Regions from separate parts of the Mus musculus genome. Here region 1 is linked to region 2. A link is a contact called in public Hi-C data. All regions are on one chromosome and are shown on one strand. Each heading gives the region's core, a stretch centred on a gene start, on an enhancer-like site or on the middle of the called end of the contact. The rest is flanking DNA. Distances are from core to core; before and after follow the strand shown.

Region 1 (3,253 bases), core at 177-2,676, 1.2 Mb after region 2:
AGTTGCTCCCTCTGTGTAAATGGGGCAGGAAGGGGCATTTAGTAGGCGTGCTACTAGGAACACTTGCTCTCCTAGCAGGGCAAACCCCTCTTGGAGAGGAAAGAGTGGACGCTGAGAGCCACGGTCTCCTGGGAACTACCTCACTCATCTGTGCAACAAGGCCATAAGCAAACACCTCTCATAACAATGCAAACAAACCAAGCTACTGCAGGGAGGCCTTTAGACAGTGATGGGAACATGGTGTATCAAAACGTCTTGTTTCTGAAGACTGGTTACAGAGAAAATACATCAGATGCCGATTTATTATGTCACAGCATGCTGGGAAAGGGTTCAGCCTCCTGGGAGTTATCACCGAATCTTCATATTGTGTTCTTGTTTTTCCACATCAGCTCCTAAAAGTCTCATCTGTAATGGCCCAGCTCTCCTAAAAAACACTTCATGACAACAGGCGGAAGAGCTGACGGGTGATGCAACCCTCTTTGAATATCTTTCTAGCAACGTTATAACTACACAGGGATCCTCTCAGATGGGTTAGGGGACCTCCTGAGAGATTGCTCATTGGGTAAAGGCACCCGGCTTTCCACCCTGGAACCGTATGGTGAGTGAGAACCTGCAAGTCGTCCTTTTAACTCTATACACTGCCATGCCATGCATGTCCTTTCCCAATCAATGTTTTTTAAAAAAAATGCGTCAAGAACACAAAAGTGCCATTACCCGATGATGCCCTTGGGGTCTTTTTAAAACCGGCTAATGCTAAGCTAGGTTCCCTGATCACCACCACGTTTGTCTGTGAAGAGAGGTTACGCGGGATGGGAAAAGAGGCGTGGGGGAGAGTCAAACAAATCCGAGGCTTAGGGAAGCCCTTGGGGGGGGGGGGTCCACGAGGGGCTACTTCTCTTGAAGAAGCTTTTCTCCGCTCCCACAGCACACCCCTAAAAGCCCAGTCCCCATTCTTCCAGGGACTGGCTGCAGATCCTCCCTCAGGTTGACTTCGCGTTTTTGACGAGAGTCTCGTCAGCATAGAGGGACCTCTGTCCCCCAGGCCTCCCAGGAGTTCAGAGCGGGCCACACTGGGCAAAAACGCTGTGTCAGAGTGGCCGCAGGCTGGAGTTCCTGGGCCCAGGGGAGTCCGCTTGGTGTTGCCACCCCGCAGCATAGGGTCCCCTCACCTCCATCGGTTGATGCCCACAGACGAGGAGGCCGCGAACCACGGGTCGAGGATGTAGACGCAGCGCACACAGCGCGCCCCGCGCACGGCAGCTAGCAGCGCGGGGTTGTCGTGGAGCCGTAGTCCTTTGCGGAACCAGTGCACCGAGGACGCGCCGTCCGCGCCCATCGATTGCGCGGGGACCGTCGCTGCCACCACAGCAGCCGCCGCCATCGCCGCCTGGACTGGGTCTCGGTCTGCCGCTCCGCCCGACCGCCCCGTTGGTCCCGCCCAGCGCCCGCCCAGCGACCTATGATGCAGCCTCTCCCTGGCATGACTCCGCCCCAAGGAGTCTGGATCGCCTCTGTGATTGGGTGAGACCCGGTGGGACCCTCCCTCTGTTCCATTGGTCAGCAGCGTCGGCGCAGGCTCCGCCCCCTCACGTTCCCACCATGTGTGGTCCCGCTTGGTAGCCACCCGCCGGTGACGCAGGACCGCGCTGCGTCCGCCCCGCGTGGGCTGAGTCTGGAGGGACCTCGGATCTCCTACGCATTTCGCGTCCCCGGGAAAGACAGGGGTTGCGGTGACTCCGGCCGGTGGCTGACAGACCTGTTACCGGGCCCTTTCTAACAGTTCATTGTCCTGTTCATATGTGAGGCTGAGCGGTGATTGCCTTACACAAACTGTCCTATTTTCTATTTTCATCTCATCCTGGTAACGTTCATTTCATAAACACGAATAAAACAGATGCTTGTTAGTCTTACTCTGCAGATGAAGTAAGCTTAGGGCGCCCCAGTTTGAATGACTTGCGCAATACCATGAATCCAGTAAGATTCCACTCAGAATCTTCCGATTTCAAAATCCACTTCCTCGCAGAGAATCTTGGTATTTGCATACAGAAAGGCATAAGGATAAAGGAGACGCCCTTTTATGCGGCAGGAGTGGGTTTGGGAGAAAGGACAAAGGTTTCAGAGGACGTGGGTTGAGGCAGTAATTATGCCCTCAAATGAATTCATTTCTTTTACGTTCTGTTTAGCAGACACAGTGCAGTTATTTTGCACAAAACTCTGAACTGGATTCTATGTGGGAATCAGAGATGTGCAGGGCAATATTCTCCTGTCTCCTTTGGGAATCCTTTGATTCTTTGGAGATTCTGGCAGAGTTTGCTGATTGAACAAGTGCAGCAACCGTTGCACTTGGGCTAAGATGGGCTAGTTGGGATGGAGGGCTGGAGCTATCCAGCAGAGAACTGTTCCGATTTGTCCTTGTGTTGATCCTATGGGTAGTCACCTTCCCCATCTTGGGAATGAGCAATGAAAGAATCTAGAATTTAGTCAGCAATTTAATGGCATTAATTGGCACCACTCTCTGACTACAGCGTCATTACGAGCCTCTCATTTCCAGCGCTTTGGACATGCTGTTCTCTCACATCACATGCCCCAGCCCACACCCTCGTGCCTCCTGTTTTCCCTGTGACAGCTGTTATTTTCCAGTTTCCTGGGCCCAACCTGCACAGGGGCTCACCTCATTTGGTGTCTTCCCCCCACCCTCCGGTTTTAGTACATAGTACTGGGATTGTTTAGCTATTGTATGTCAGCTCCATCAGACTATAATCTAGCTCAGTACTTGGTACCGAAGGATCATATGAATCAAACATAAGAGGCTTGCATTGGCCAGAGCCTTAAAGTCATCCAAGTCTCTGCCCGACTCTCTCCTTTGAATCTCTTCTGCAAGTACTTGATGAGTGAACTGATATTCCCTATGCTTTTCTTTAAACACTTGGGTTTTTTTCATTATTTTTAATCTCATGTTTAGCTGTGTGTCTGTGTAGGAGTGACGGCAAGTGTCTAGTGGACTCCTGAATAGAGTGTTTCTGGGGGTTGGAGTTACAAGGCTGTTACCAGCCTCCTGTTGTGGGTGCTGAGAAGTACCCCCAAGTCAGGTTCTCTGCAAGGAACGTACACACTGTTAACCTCTGAACCATCTCTCGCGCGTCCCCTTTCTTTTCTTTTCTTTTCTTTTCTTTTCTTTTCTTTTCTTTTCTTTTCTTTTTTTGGTTTTTCGAGACAGGGTTTCTCTGTAGAGCCTTGGCTGTCCTGGAGCTCA
Region 2 (3,290 bases), core at 689-3,188:
TGAAACTAAATATAACCTCACAGGGTTCCTTAGAGCTTTGCCAGAGAGATACACAATTGTGGACACTGAAGACTTTTCTTGTGTGGGATCACAAATAAGTAGGAGTTGAGGGACAATCTTTTTTGTTGTTGTTGTTGTTTTTGGTTGTTTGTTTGTTTTTATTTTTCAAGATAGGGTTTCTCTGTGTAGCCCTGGCTGTCCTGGAACTCACTTTGTAGACCAGGCTGGCCTCGAACTCAGAAATTCGCCTGCCTCTGCCTCCCGAGTGCTGGGATTAAAGGCGTGTGCCACCACGCCCGTTTGTTTTTTTTTTTTTTTTTTTTTTTTGAGGGACAATCTTAAAGATCACAAAATAACATCAGGGCTGGTGAGATGGCTCAGCTGTGGTTAAGAGCACTAACTGCTCTTCCAGAGGTCCTGAGTTCAATTTCCAGCAACTACATGGTGGCTCACAACCATCGGAAATGGGATCCGATGCCCTCTTCTGGTGTATCTGAAGACAGCTACAGTGGACTCATACATTAAATAAAATAAATCTTAAAAAAATAAAATAAGAGCTATCCAAATACAGTGGTGTATAACTGTAATCCTAGCACTCAGAAGCTGCAGCATACTTGGATTGGAGGCCAGCCTGGGCTATAGAGCAAGACTCTGTATTTAAAGAAATACTAAATAATGTCATGAGCAACCATTACTTGAGTGGAAACCAGAAGAATGCAGTAAGGTTTAGAAAAGTTCCAAATTGATTAGGTGGCTTCAAGGAAGAGAGGTAAATCAGAGTATAATAAAAATAAGCCGGGAATGGTGGCACACGCCTTTATTCCCAGCACTTGGGAGACAGAGGCAGGCGGATTTCTGAGTTCTGAGGACAGCCAGGGCTACACAGAAAAACCCTGTCTCGAAAAACTAAATAAATAAATAAATAAATAAACAAACAAACAAATAAATAAAACAACTCTGAATTACCAAGCCCTTCTGGTGGACCCAATCTATAAGTCCTTTTTTTCTCTTGACAACTTTCCTTTCTTTTCATGGCTAAAACCACTCTTATCAATTTATCACATTCCTTATAGCCCCAGGTTCAAGTCCTGGTAAACCTCTGAGAATGCGCTTTCTGAAGAAAGGAGGGAGGGAATTTCAGACTCTCAGAGCTAACATAACCGAGAGGCTATGAAAGGGAGGATTACTTTGAAACAGTAGATGTGTAAAACTTCTGGAACAAGGAAAGTGGGGACTGTGGCTTTTACGGTGATGGCACTCATCTGACTCTTTCTGTCACCTGGGGTAGAGGTGGGGGGGCTGTTCAACTTAAAACTCTCTGCTGTCAATGAACTGGCCAATAAAACCAGTCGGCAGCGTGTGGCTCAGTGGCAGCCCACTTGCTGAGAGAACTGGAGGCCTGGGTTCGAACCCTCGATCTCCCAAATAAAATCACAGCCTGAGGCGACAGAAGCCAAGAACTGCTTCAGAAGCCCAGGCACAAGCACCCACCACCCCAGCTTCAGCCTCTGGCGCGAGCACCCTGAACCCCCGGAAAGCTAAGGCAGCAGCACAGGCCGTACCGGGACCCTGCACACGCAGCTTCTTGGCTTCGGGCTCCAGCTCCTGAGGACCTCTGCGACTTTTGCTCCTGAGGAGCACCGCAACGTCGGGGGACTTCTGGGTTTCTGGGCATTTCTTGGGAGCCATGACGTACTCGGTGAAGAGATATCAAGCTCTGTGGCAAAATAACGAAGCAAGGAGTGGAAAAGCCTCCGTGGAGAAAACAGGAAGGGACTACGTATGAGGCAGCGCCGTCGCAGGTAGCGCAGCTAAGACACCTTCGCGCCAAACGCTCCTCCGGGCTGCTTTACTTTTAGCCCCGCCCCGTCCCCTCAGGGCTGTCCCGCCCCTTGGAACTGCCCCGCCCCCTCGGGATTGCCACAGTAGGGGGCTGTCTTGCCCCCGGAACTGCCCCGGACTGCCCCAACCCCTCGGGCACGGCCCGCCCCCGGCCGCTCCTCCTCTTCCGGAGTAACGTGTGCAGCTCACAGGGAGGGTTTTTTATTTTAACTCCCTAGGAGCTGGGCCTTGGCTTGTGCTGGATCTGAAGAAAGCCGATTATTTGAACCTGAGGAGGGAGCGCTGGCCGTAAACCCTGCATGCTGGAGGCGGAGCCAGGCGGCGTTTCAGGCCAGCCTGGTGTACACGTTCCAGCAATCCGGTGACCTACGCAGAGAAACCCTGTCTCGAAGAACAACAAAGAGAGAGAGAGAGAGACAGAGACAGATAAAAGTAGGTAGTTTATGTCTTAAAAAGAGCAAAGATTCAAGTGTGGCTAAATATTTCTCATTTCCCCCATTAATAATAGGTGTCTCTAGGGCTGGAGAGATGGCTCAGTGGTTAAGAGCACTGACTGCTCTTCCAGAGGTCCTGAGTTCAATTCCCAGCAACCACAAGGTGGCTCACAACCATCTGTATTGGGATCTGATGCCCTCTTCTGGTGTTTCTGAAATGACAGTGTATTAAATAAATAAATCTTAAAAAAAAAAAAAAAGTGCCTCTGATTACCCAATCACAGCCTTAGCATTTGATTCTTTCCTCTCGCTTTACAGATGAATGTATTTTACCTCATACTATAGAAAAGAGCTGTATCTATGGTGGCAGGCTCTGTGTAATTCCCAACACTGAGGAGGCTGAGGCATGAAGAGTTTGCCTGGACTACACTGATATCTTGTAAGGATCAGATAAGAGTGAGAAAATCTGGGGCTGGAGCGATGGCTCAGCGGTTAAGAGCACTGACTGCTTTTCCAAAGGTCCTGAGTTCACATCTCAGCAACGACATGGTGGCTCACAACCATCTGTAATGAGATCTGACTCCCTCTTCTGGAGTGTCTGAAGACAGCTACAGTGTAATTATTTATAATAATAAATAAATCTTTAAAAAAGAAAAAGAGTGAGAAAATCTGGCATGCTATTGCACAGCAAGGTGACAGCAGACAATGGGTTTGCTGTATATTTTCTAAAGGTAGAAAGGTTTTGAATGTTTTCACCACAAACGATATCTGAGAAGATGTGCCTAACCCAATTTAAAGAATACAATATGTGTGTGTCAAAAGTAATGTATTCCTTATGAAGATGATACTTACATAAACATATGTAAAATTTATATGTTTTAATGTAGTTTAATTTTATTTTAAATTAAAATGATGCTCTAGAAGAAAATAAAAAGCTGAACCCAGCACCAATAATGGGGATGTCCTAAGATGTGCTTAAATTAAGAATTGTAGCTTAGTGGCTGGAGAGATGGT

Evidence for each region. Hi-C and Micro-C count contacts between places; a contact is called where the count stands out from the background.
Region 1: a contact with region 2 is called in a Hi-C map of B cells, with 6 read pairs. The contact joins the promoter of Cry2 here to the promoter of Ddb2 in region 2. A contact is called at or near these places in 1 of 39 promoter capture datasets (hippocampal neurons), 1 of 484 Hi-C or Micro-C datasets (B cells) and 1 of 9 other capture datasets (adipose tissue).

The regions. Positions count from the first base shown.
Region 1 is chr2:92,432,643-92,435,895 of GRCm38.p6, forward strand. It overlaps Cry2 (cryptochrome 2 (photolyase-like)), which reads right to left and starts at 1,427. Exons shown (of 12, transcript NM_009963.4): 1 at 1,170-1,427. The coding sequence starts at 1,381.
Region 2 is chr2:91,235,128-91,238,417 of GRCm38.p6, forward strand. Ddb2 (damage specific DNA binding protein 2) reads right to left here and starts at 1,939. Exons shown (of 10, transcript NM_028119.5): 1 at 1,563-1,939. The coding sequence starts at 1,689. It overlaps A330069E16Rik (RIKEN cDNA A330069E16 gene), which reads left to right and starts at 2,019. Exons shown (of 2, transcript NR_015464.1): 1 at 2,019-2,274; 2 at 2,595-3,230.